Linked DNA regions of Triticum aestivum: region 1 is linked to region 2. The links are chromatin contacts, called in public Hi-C maps. All regions are on one chromosome and are shown on one strand. Each heading gives the region's core, a stretch centred on a gene start, on an enhancer-like site or on the middle of the called end of the contact. The rest is flanking DNA. Distances are from core to core; before and after follow the strand shown.

The links. Hi-C and Micro-C count contacts between places; a contact is called where the count stands out from the background.
Region 1: a contact with region 2 is called in a Hi-C map of leaf, with 5 times the contacts expected there. The contact joins the promoter of LOC123052399 here to the enhancer-like site in region 2. A contact is called at or near these places in 2 of 5 Hi-C or Micro-C datasets (both in leaf).

Annotation. Positions count from the first base shown.
Region 1 is chr2D:170,710,019-170,714,819 of IWGSC CS RefSeq v2.1, reverse strand. It overlaps LOC123052399 (myosin-3), which reads left to right and starts at 3,107. Exons shown (of 24, transcript XM_044475547.1): 1 at 3,107-4,420. The coding sequence starts at 3,851.
Region 2 is chr2D:170,473,681-170,478,637 of IWGSC CS RefSeq v2.1, reverse strand. No RefSeq gene overlaps it. Among protein-coding and RNA genes, the nearest start is that of LOC123052397, 27 kb to the right of the region's middle. Within about 2 kb of position 2,492, at least 7 of the 8 cell types and tissues checked have an H3K27ac peak or open chromatin away from gene starts, as enhancers often do. A contact at or near this core is called in leaf, where this site is marked.

The sequences.
Region 1 (4,801 bases), core at 1,858-4,357, 240 kb before region 2:
ATGGAGCAAGTGAATTTTCTCTCCCTTTTGTTCGGTTGTCTATTTAAAGACGTCCTATCCTATTTAAAAAGGCTAAAGGCCTACTGGAATGGAATGAGGCTACGGAAAAGGGCTCGGAGCAGTACCAAGATTCGTCTGAGAATGAGTTGGTCATGTCGCCAACTGTTTTGGCTAGAAAGAAAGCATGGCTAGCTAGCTAGGAACGTTGCTGCACATACGATCACCCATCATCCGGACGAGATGCGTGGACCACCACACAATATCATCCAAAGTGCGTCGACGTCTCGACGGTCCATTTCTGGGTGCAACGAACAAGGGTGCTATTCACCAAAGTAAAATGAACTAGTACTACAAAATTCTTCCTCCATGCCGTGGTAGCGGTGATGGACGGAAAGTACGAGCTCAGCAGGACGGGGAAACTAGCAGCGTGAGAAGCAGCAGAGCCCCACCTGACCTTTTCCTTTCCCGGCGACGGTTCGCTCGCGTGCCCGGTGTCTGGGCGAGATCTGGAACCAGAAGAAGAAAGAAAGAAGACCGCCCCACACGCGGCTTGCAGTTGCAGGTGGATCACGTCAGGGCATCATGATCATGGTAACCCGCACTGGGAGTGGGATGTTGGCGCCCGTCGCAGCACCCGCCAGGAGATCCGCGCTCGTGTGTTTCCCCGCCGCGGTGCACCCAATCGAAGCCCCGCAACCTCTGCCCCCAGCCGCACCGACCTTCGTCATCATGCAAAGCCAAAGCCCAAAGAGAGGACGGCGCAGAATTACCATGAGGATCAGCACATATTTTTACCTTTTTGTTCGTAAAGCAAAGCAAGCGCACCACAAAAACAAAGCGGGTCACCACCGGCCGTAGTAATCAGTCACGGTCTCCAACCTCGTTTAACCGCCTCTGACTGAAACAGCATGCGGCGTGCGTGCGCCTGCCGCTGCAGCTGTTAGCTGTCACGTTGCATGTCTGCCACGCGCGGCCCGGCTCGGCCATCTCGCTGCCTCCGGGCCCCATGACCGGGTGCCGCTACGGGGCCCAGCGCGCAGTGGCAGCCGCGAGGCGTGTTCCATACACGGTTCGGCTTTCGCATCCGAGTACCAGGATCTGTATACTCTGTAGGCCACGTTCTGTTTAGCTGTGGGTGGTACAGTAGCTAATTCCGCTGTCACCATGAGAGGGCAGGATCGACAACTCCGTGCCGTGCTAGGGTGGGGCCGCGGTACTGTGACTGACAGGAATTTCACGTTACTGCAGGGATGGGATGTTGGGGGTCGTCCTGCCTACGTTTGTTGGCCATAAAAGCCGAGATAAGCTTCCGGATAACTAACGAGAAACTCGCGACTTTGCAGTGTAATCAAGTCCTCTCAACGATCTGTTTCCTTTTCGCGTTGCAGGTAAACCGTACGTACTTGCGATCTCGCCCCGTAAATAAATGTTAGACTTGTGACGAAGAAGGCGTCCTTCCATGGCCATAGAATTTTGCTGCAAACGACCGGCGCTCGTCTCTCGATTAATATCGCGGCCGTGCCAGCGGGCCGCCATAGGACATTCTCTGTCAAATAAACTCAGGATCAGGTACTTGCACCTACTACTAGTACAATATTTTCCAGCAGTATTTTTTTCTCTTAGCAATTGATCATTTTCTAGTTTTCTTAAAAATCGTAGTATACACGACGGCTCAAACAATTCACGGGCACTTACTTACCTTGGGTCCAAATACTTGCACAGGACTCGTGCAACCCCACATTGTCCCGGTTAAAGCATATTTGGCCCTTTTTACTCGAGTGCGGTTCGTCGAAATCGCTGCTTTCAGTAAAGAAAACGAATCTTCATGGATCTCCAAGCAAATGAGTGAGCTGAGGCGACGATCGACAACAAACCTTAAGGCCCTAGCCACTTATTATTAATATCCATAGACTACACCAATAAGCGCACCCATCCAGGCTCATGGAAACACGAGAACCGGATAGAAAAATATATCTACTTATTGTAATGCACGACCTCCTATTGACCATAACACGACCATTTTTTTATGATAAAAGAATGACGCCTTGATTCTTTCCATGGAACATACAATACTCCCTCCTTTCCGGTTTATAGGGCTCAATTCAAAAACTCACTAACCAAGGTAGATGGTGAGTGATGGAATAATTTTTGTAGTTTGCAAAAACACTCAATTAATGCGCTTGTTTTCCTCAAACAATTGTGTTTACCAATGCATTAATTACAGTGCATGCATGCATAAAGCACATGCATTGGTCAATTTTCTTTTAATACTTGCATGCAATGATTTAATACCCCTTAAAATTTGAACATGTGATGAGAACAACCAAATTGAGCCTTATAAAACGGGAAAACTAAAATTTTAAGATAAGCCTTATAAAGCGGAAAGAAGGAAGTACTACACAAACACCACAACTAAATGCTTCAAACAAAAACTGGAGTATAAGGCTAGTCATAGTGCATTTCAAGAAATTTTTACTTATGTGGCAAGTATTTAATGTGAGGTGGTAACATAATATGTTACTGTAACATAGCGCTTCCCAAGACAAGATGAGTCTGCAAGCCAATAAATGAAGCCATCTATGACACTACTATCATGTTACTTTAGGTAGTAATTTAGACTAGTGTAATGCCCACTATGACCAGCCTAAACAAACAAGGCCGGCCAAATGGAAGCTACTTATCCCTTTAATCTTCTTGCATTTTAATGAACACGAACAAAATCGGAAACAATTAAATGGGGCCTTCTTTATCTTAGTATTAGTATTTTAATGAGAACACAAAAGAAGTCGTCAACACAGGAATGGAAACAGGCAGTCAGACCTGTGTTGGTGGTGCGAGACCACTAATCTCCAGGGGCAGTTGGGTAACTCCACCACCCCAACTGAAGTCGTGGAGCGGAGGGCGCAGCCGCCCGCATCCAACGGTCCAAACCGGAGCCTCCAATCCACAGACAGCTCACGCGCACCCCGCCCCTCCGTCCCCGCAGTATCCACGAGAGTGCCACCGTCCGGCCGGCGCAGTCCGGCGCTGCCCGCAGGGGCACATCAGTAATTCGCTTTTCTCTGCTCTAAATATTTTCGCCAGCGGCCTAAGTAACGGATCAAGAGCAAAGGGGAAAAAGACACAAGAGGCATGGTGGAGGCAGGGGACGGAGGTTTGAAATTGTGAGGGAGAAGCGAAACAAAAGCCCCGAGGGGAGCGGGGGGAGAGAGGGAGATAGCGAGCGGAGTAATTGCGTTTTTGTTGGGGTTTTCGTCCTGATTCGGGAGTGGAGGTTGAGTGGGGGGAGAAATCATCCTGTTTCTCCGGTGCTGCTCGCTTTTGATGCGTTTCTTGGGCGATTTCTGCTGCCGCTGCCGCTTCTAGTGCCTTGATTCGGAGCAGGCTTTGCTTTGGTTTCGGGTTCTTTCGCCTTTCCTTTCGCCAGAGATCGCCGGCTTTTGCCGCTGCCCAGGCGTGGCCGTGCCGTCCCCTCTTCCCTTGAAAAATCGCGCGAAGTCTGGGTTCTTTTCACCCCCGTCCCTCGGTGCGGCACCGCCAAAATCTGTCCTTGGCGCCTGCGATTGGTGCTGTTTTCGGGGCCGGGAGTGTGAGATTTCGACAGATTTCTTGGGGGGATTTTGAGGCCTCCTGGTGCCTGGTCGCGTAATTCGGGGTTTGGGTGGGTGTCGCTTTCGGGCCCTTGCCGAGCCAGGGGGGTTCATGCGCCTGGAGTTGGCGCTGATTTGATGAGAAATGGACAAGTTCCTGGCCTCCACGGCGCTCTGCTGTAAGATTTGGCGTATTGCCGTGTGAGCCCTTGCGTGCGCTCACTGGTTTGGTCCGGTGGCTTGTTGATTCCTCGGCGGTGATGCTCTCTGCAGCCGCCGTGATGGCGCCAGTCCCGGCCGCTCCCAAGAGCTCCCTCGAGGTCTTGCTCGAGACCATAAAGAAGCGCGACGAGCGGCCCAAGGATGAGCCGCCGGCATTGCCGGCCCGCCCGACGTGCCGTGGCCGTCTGCCCAGGGCAAGACGGTCGCCGACGCCTCCTAGGGTTCATCTCGAGGATGGAGTGGCAGAGGGTGCTGCAGCGGATACTGACAAGAAGCCGGAAGCTGTACCGGATACTGACAAGAAGCCGGAAGCTGTGAATGAGAATAAGCCAGAGATTGAGAAGGAGAATACGCCAGAGGTCAAGAAGGAGATTGGTGGGCAGGAGGCCAAGGAGGGGAAGGCTGTAAATGGTCGCATCTTTGGGGCCAAGAGAAAGCTATGCAGTGTGGAACCAGTGGACGAGTCTCCATATGTTGAGAACCTCCACGAGGAAAGGAAGGATGCAATGGCCTGCAAGGAGCATCCCTCTCCTTATTTTTCCTCAGCAAGAGCAAAGAGAAATGGGAAGCCAGTGTTTACTGATTCCATGGACTATGTCCTCCAGAAGGTTAGAATCTCATTGTTGGTGAAATTCATGAGATTTATCCTATTATCATGTGAACAAAGTAACAGATAACATGTTGCAACAAGTTCAATTTGTCTCTGTAGCATAGAATTAGGCTGAATACTTTCTCTGATATGATGGCAAAACTCGTTCAGTATTTAACACCAAGAAATGTTAATCAAATTACTACTCACATATGTTTTTACATATTTACTTACAACTCCCTTCTGTATCTACAAAAGAATTTAATGTTTTTTCTATAAGTATATAGGACTTATTATCCCGACATTTAGAAGTAGACGAAGCCACTGTTTTTTAATGCTCGTTCATGGTCAGGAAAGCATATACATACTTGCTTTGGCCTATGTGTCAAGTAATTTGGCA
Region 2 (4,957 bases), core at 1,243-3,742:
ACCACGTCATATCATTCCTACGCAACCGCTGAATATAATTCCTCCGTGCTCTCCATACGGTTCTCCCATAAAGGTACTTTGTATTTTTCTTGCCTTCTTTAAGCTAGGTGATGCATGAGCGCCGGAGCCAAAGCATCTCCTCATGGTACGTAAGCTTATCTAGCTCATTCATCTTGCATCTAGAATCATGTCCATTCGCACCATCAACTGAAGCGGCTTTAATTCATCTTGCAATTTTTCAATGTTTCGGGTAACATGACCAAAAATATTTTTGCTCCAATCTTACAAACACTTCATCATCTCCTTCAAAGAGTTCGACATTGAACCGAGGTTGTTGCTTGACCTCTTCCTATCCCACGCCACACCAATGATTCCCGGCAATGCCGGTTCTCGCTCCCACATAATTCCGTACATGTGATTGGAGCGTCCGGCCCTCCTCTGCCAGAAGTTACACAAGAACCGAACAGTGGTCCGAACAGGAAGTAGCCAAATGACGAACACGTGCATCCGGGAAAAGATAACAACATGATTCATAAGCACAGGCACGGTCTAAGCGGACCCGAACATTATGATCTCCCCCTTGCATGTTATCATAAGTGTATGGGATCCCACAGAAACCTAAGTCCAATAGCTCGCAGACCGTCAAACAATCGCGAAACACCATCATTTGGGCCTCGGCGCGCAATGAACTTGACAGATGTTCATGCTACCATATGGCCCCGTTGTAGTCTCCACACACCATCCATGGCTCGTCCGAAATACGTGAAGTCGCTCCAAATGTTCCCACATAAAATGACGATTTTCCACACGAGGTTCGCCGTAAACAAACGTACACCACCATCTCAAATTAGAGCTCACGTCCACCACCTGGGCATCAATATATCTTGCACACGATTCAATCACAGTTACTTGCAACGATTCATCTGAGAACAAAGCCAAACCACCACTCCTTTCATCCCTACTAACTCCATGAAAACCCTTTAATCCTAACTTCCACTTCATTTACACAATCTGATCAGAAGCTTGCCTCGTCTCGCAAAGAAAGACAAGATTGGGGGAATTGGCTTTTGAGAGGCCAACACCTCATGAACTGTCAAGCGGTTCCCACCCCCGGCAATTCTAGAATATTTCAAATACTTTTTAATGTAAATTTGGTCAAACTTTCCAAAGTTTGAAATCTGAGAAATCTTATATGCGAAGTAATATAACATGTCATTCTTTTTGTGTTACAACAACAGAAACATAAGGTGAATATATTAACTAGAATCTGGCGGAAGAATCGTGGGTGCAAGACTCCAAGCCGTCATCTTCTAGGTGACTCTGAAACACGCAAGCACCGTCACGCGGTCGCCCACTAGCTTAGACACACACAATCATCTGATAGCTGGATTTTGGAGTTACGCAGGGTGCTGGTGGCTTGTTCCTTCGTCCCCTACGATCCTTGCTAGCGGATGCATATCTGTTAATGTAGTTTGCTTCTGGAATCCGGAATTCTGGATCCAGTGCTCCGGCCTCTTCCTGCCTACGTACGTACGTACACGTACGTATCCCAGGCCTCCCGCCGGCTACAGCCAACGTGCTTATGTGTGCGCTCGTGATTTGTCCGTGCCGTGCAATTATACTTGCATGTACTCCCTCCGTTCCAAAATATAAGTCTTTGAAAAGATTCTACTATGAACTATATACGGATGTATATAGATGCATTTTAGGTGTGGATTTATTCATTTTACTTCGTATGTAGTCTATCTAGTAAAATCTCTATAAAGACTTACATTTAGGAACGGAGGGAGTAGCAGTGTACTTGATCTAGATGACAGCGACAAAAGCGTCGCTCTATTGTATGTACTACGTACGTATGTAGAGGAGTAGCTGGCATTTTTAATGGGATTGGCTGCGAGAAGTAGCGATCGCCCTAAGAGCATGTGCCGCTCGTGCAATCAGTGGACACCTTTAATCCCACAATCTACCGGTGTCCACATCACAGCATACCACTTGCTGGAAACCGACGTGCGACAGAGCCACTTTACGGCTGCTCTCGGTTGAATTATTGTCGAAACACTGGGCCACAACGGCGATAGAAGTCCACCCATATTTTGCGACGAGAAATCCACGCGCTGATTGAATGGTATCAACAAGTTGGCCAAAGGTATTATTATCCACAGTAAGAGCTGATCTATAATTGCATAGGATAGATATAGATAGAACACAACAACCGAACCGATCGTCGATACCAACCTGTACAACAGTAGTAGGACGTGCAGCCGGGTGTGCCGCGGTTTCTGACGTGGTGCCGACGAGCCTCCAACTCAGCCCCATATGGCCGCTATGCATTGATCTCATCACTCTTCTTGTCAAAATAGAAAAAGGAAGCAATGGTGGCTTGGCGTGACCTGTGCCGTTGAGCGCCTGGACGGACTCCGTTCCTACTACCTTCGTCGGCAGATTCGGTTCTCGGCCAGCGGTATCCGGCTGCGGCTGGTGACGGGTCCTTGCATGCATCCAGTCAGCGCCAGGGCGGCTGCATGCGGGCGGCTCGCTCTCATGCGCACGGGAGGGGGCCCCGGCCCGGACGATCGAGCTAATTGAACGGTGATAATGCTTTCCGTCCGACGTGGCAATTAAAACTGAATCGTTATCCAATGGCATCCTCCCGATCTGCGACGGGTGGGGTCCTCCAACTAGCGAGGGGTCCCGCGCCGTACGTGAGATTATCGCCTGCATTATGCCGTGGTCCGCCCGATCCGTGCTGTCGCGTGAACAGCAATCTCGAACGGCGCCAGCAACCGGAGGAGACCACTCCTCTGTTGCTTTTGGTTGCGGTTTTCGAGCGGACCGGTGAAAAACCTTCGAGGAGCCCGGCCTACTAGTCGCCGGCCGGCTAGCGGCGGGTCATGATTGATAGCCAGGCCACGCAGGAGTCGTGCATGCTCGCCAGAGCGTTCGTTGCCCGTCGTCGTCTTCGTTGTCACGGTAGCGGGAGGAGCTCTGGATCTGCTGGTCTCCGCCGAGACGAGGACACATGATACGCTTACGGGGATGGGATGACGGTTCGTCGGTTTCGTGGTAGCGCATTGTTTTGCCTGGAATCGCGCGTTTCGCTTATCCTGGACCTGGAGCCTGGAGTGCAGCGGGAGGGATGGACGAACTGCTTGCTTCTCTGCCGACGGGACGCTTCCCCAAGGAGCTGTTTTGTCTGCTTAAAAATGTTGACTTGTGTACGCTTCTCTTAAGATAAAAAGTGATCATTTCTTGTCTTGCTGCATCAACATACGTCCAGGGATGAGGCTATTAGCCCGTTTGCGTCCCGCATCCTGCACTTAGTGGTTCCTCAATCCATGATGCTAGTATTTTTTTCGTCCAGAAGACTGTCTGCCATGCAGTAACGTCAGCCTTTCCAACCACTCGATTGTGATGCCACCGCTTTCTAATAAGGAAACAATCGGACAAGGTAACCAACTTCACATTGTAGGACACAATATGGTGAGAGCAACAACACCCAGGCCCGCTCAAGGGACGTTCAAGGATCATTCAGTAACCTTTAGCATCATATTCTCACAGGCGCTTTTTGTGTGCATAGTTGGCCACACTCGCCCTGCCACCGCCTTATTCCAGCTTACTCCACCTCCTATGGCGAGTGGCGTTTGCGCCACCAATGCTGTTGGATTACCGAATATTTTCCTACGCAGAATGCCCGCTATGGCCAACATTGTACCCTAGGGCATCTTCAATGGTAACCCGTAAATTTTCTTCCACGGCTGTCTACAGAAAGGAAGGACCAATCCCAGACATAAATGTGGGAAGACAACATTCAACCGTAGCCGCATACATTTTGACAATAGTTCAAACCAACCGGACAAAATTCGTGTAAACCGGGCGAATTTTGACACGAATGGATTTTATATAAATATGATGGATTTCATTACATTTATATCAACTAAGGGATGTTAGTCCAGCTCTGGAGGTATAATTAATACCTAATCTGAATGGTCGTCGGCGCCCGTTCCCCGTGTCCAAACATGAGCCCCGAGAACTGAAACTTCTCCTTCTCCAGCTCTGCCTCCGTAACTTCTGTCTCCAGAGCTCCGAGAAGCGAGGCTGTCCTCCTCCACGTCGCCAAGCGGCTAATCGGCCGATGATTTTGAGCACACCAAGCTTGGCTTCAACGGGAGGGGAGGAGTGGTGGCCTTCTTGGGATACGAGCAGCGACGCCTACCGTGCACTACTCTTCCTCACTGCCGGCGCTGCCCCGTGGACGTGCCGGTTTCGTGGTCGTGGCGGCGGGGCACTGTCTCGGCGCTGTCCTCCTCCTCGTCGGTCTCGCCGAACACCGCCTCGCCCGCCTCGTCACACTCCTTGTAGGCGGCCGCCACCTCCGCCACCCGTTGGCGGTACAGCCAGCAGGCGAGGCGACTCTCGCGTGCGGAGCGGTAGGACTCGAGGAACGCCTCCTCCGCCAGGTCCGCGTCCCGCGCGACCGCCGTGCCGGCGGCATGCTGCTCCACCGCCTACTAGTGCTCCTGGAGGAGGTGGTGGTTGTAGGCGGTGTCGGCCTGCGCCTCCAGGAACTGCCCCTCCCGCACCATGTCCATGTAATGGGCACAGGCCTCGCTGAAGTTCATGGTGCAGTGCACCGGCGAGGATGGTGCGAAGGAGGAGGAGGAGGGTGGCGCGGAAGAGTAGGAGGGTGGCGTCGGCTGGTTGTCGTCGGTGTCCTACATTGGGACATCATCGTCCTCCGGCTGCCTGCCAGCCAGCCAGCCGACAGCAATAGCGGTCATCTCCTTCTTCTACTTCGGCATCAACCCGTCCCGGAGAGCTTTGGTGGGCGGCAGAGACGGACGGGTGGCGCCGGAGGAGACACCTCGGCAACCACATGCCATCAATGTGGGCGGCAGACGGACGGATGGGCGGTTGTCGTGTCGTTTGAACGTGTAGCAGTCGCCTGCATCGGGAAGTG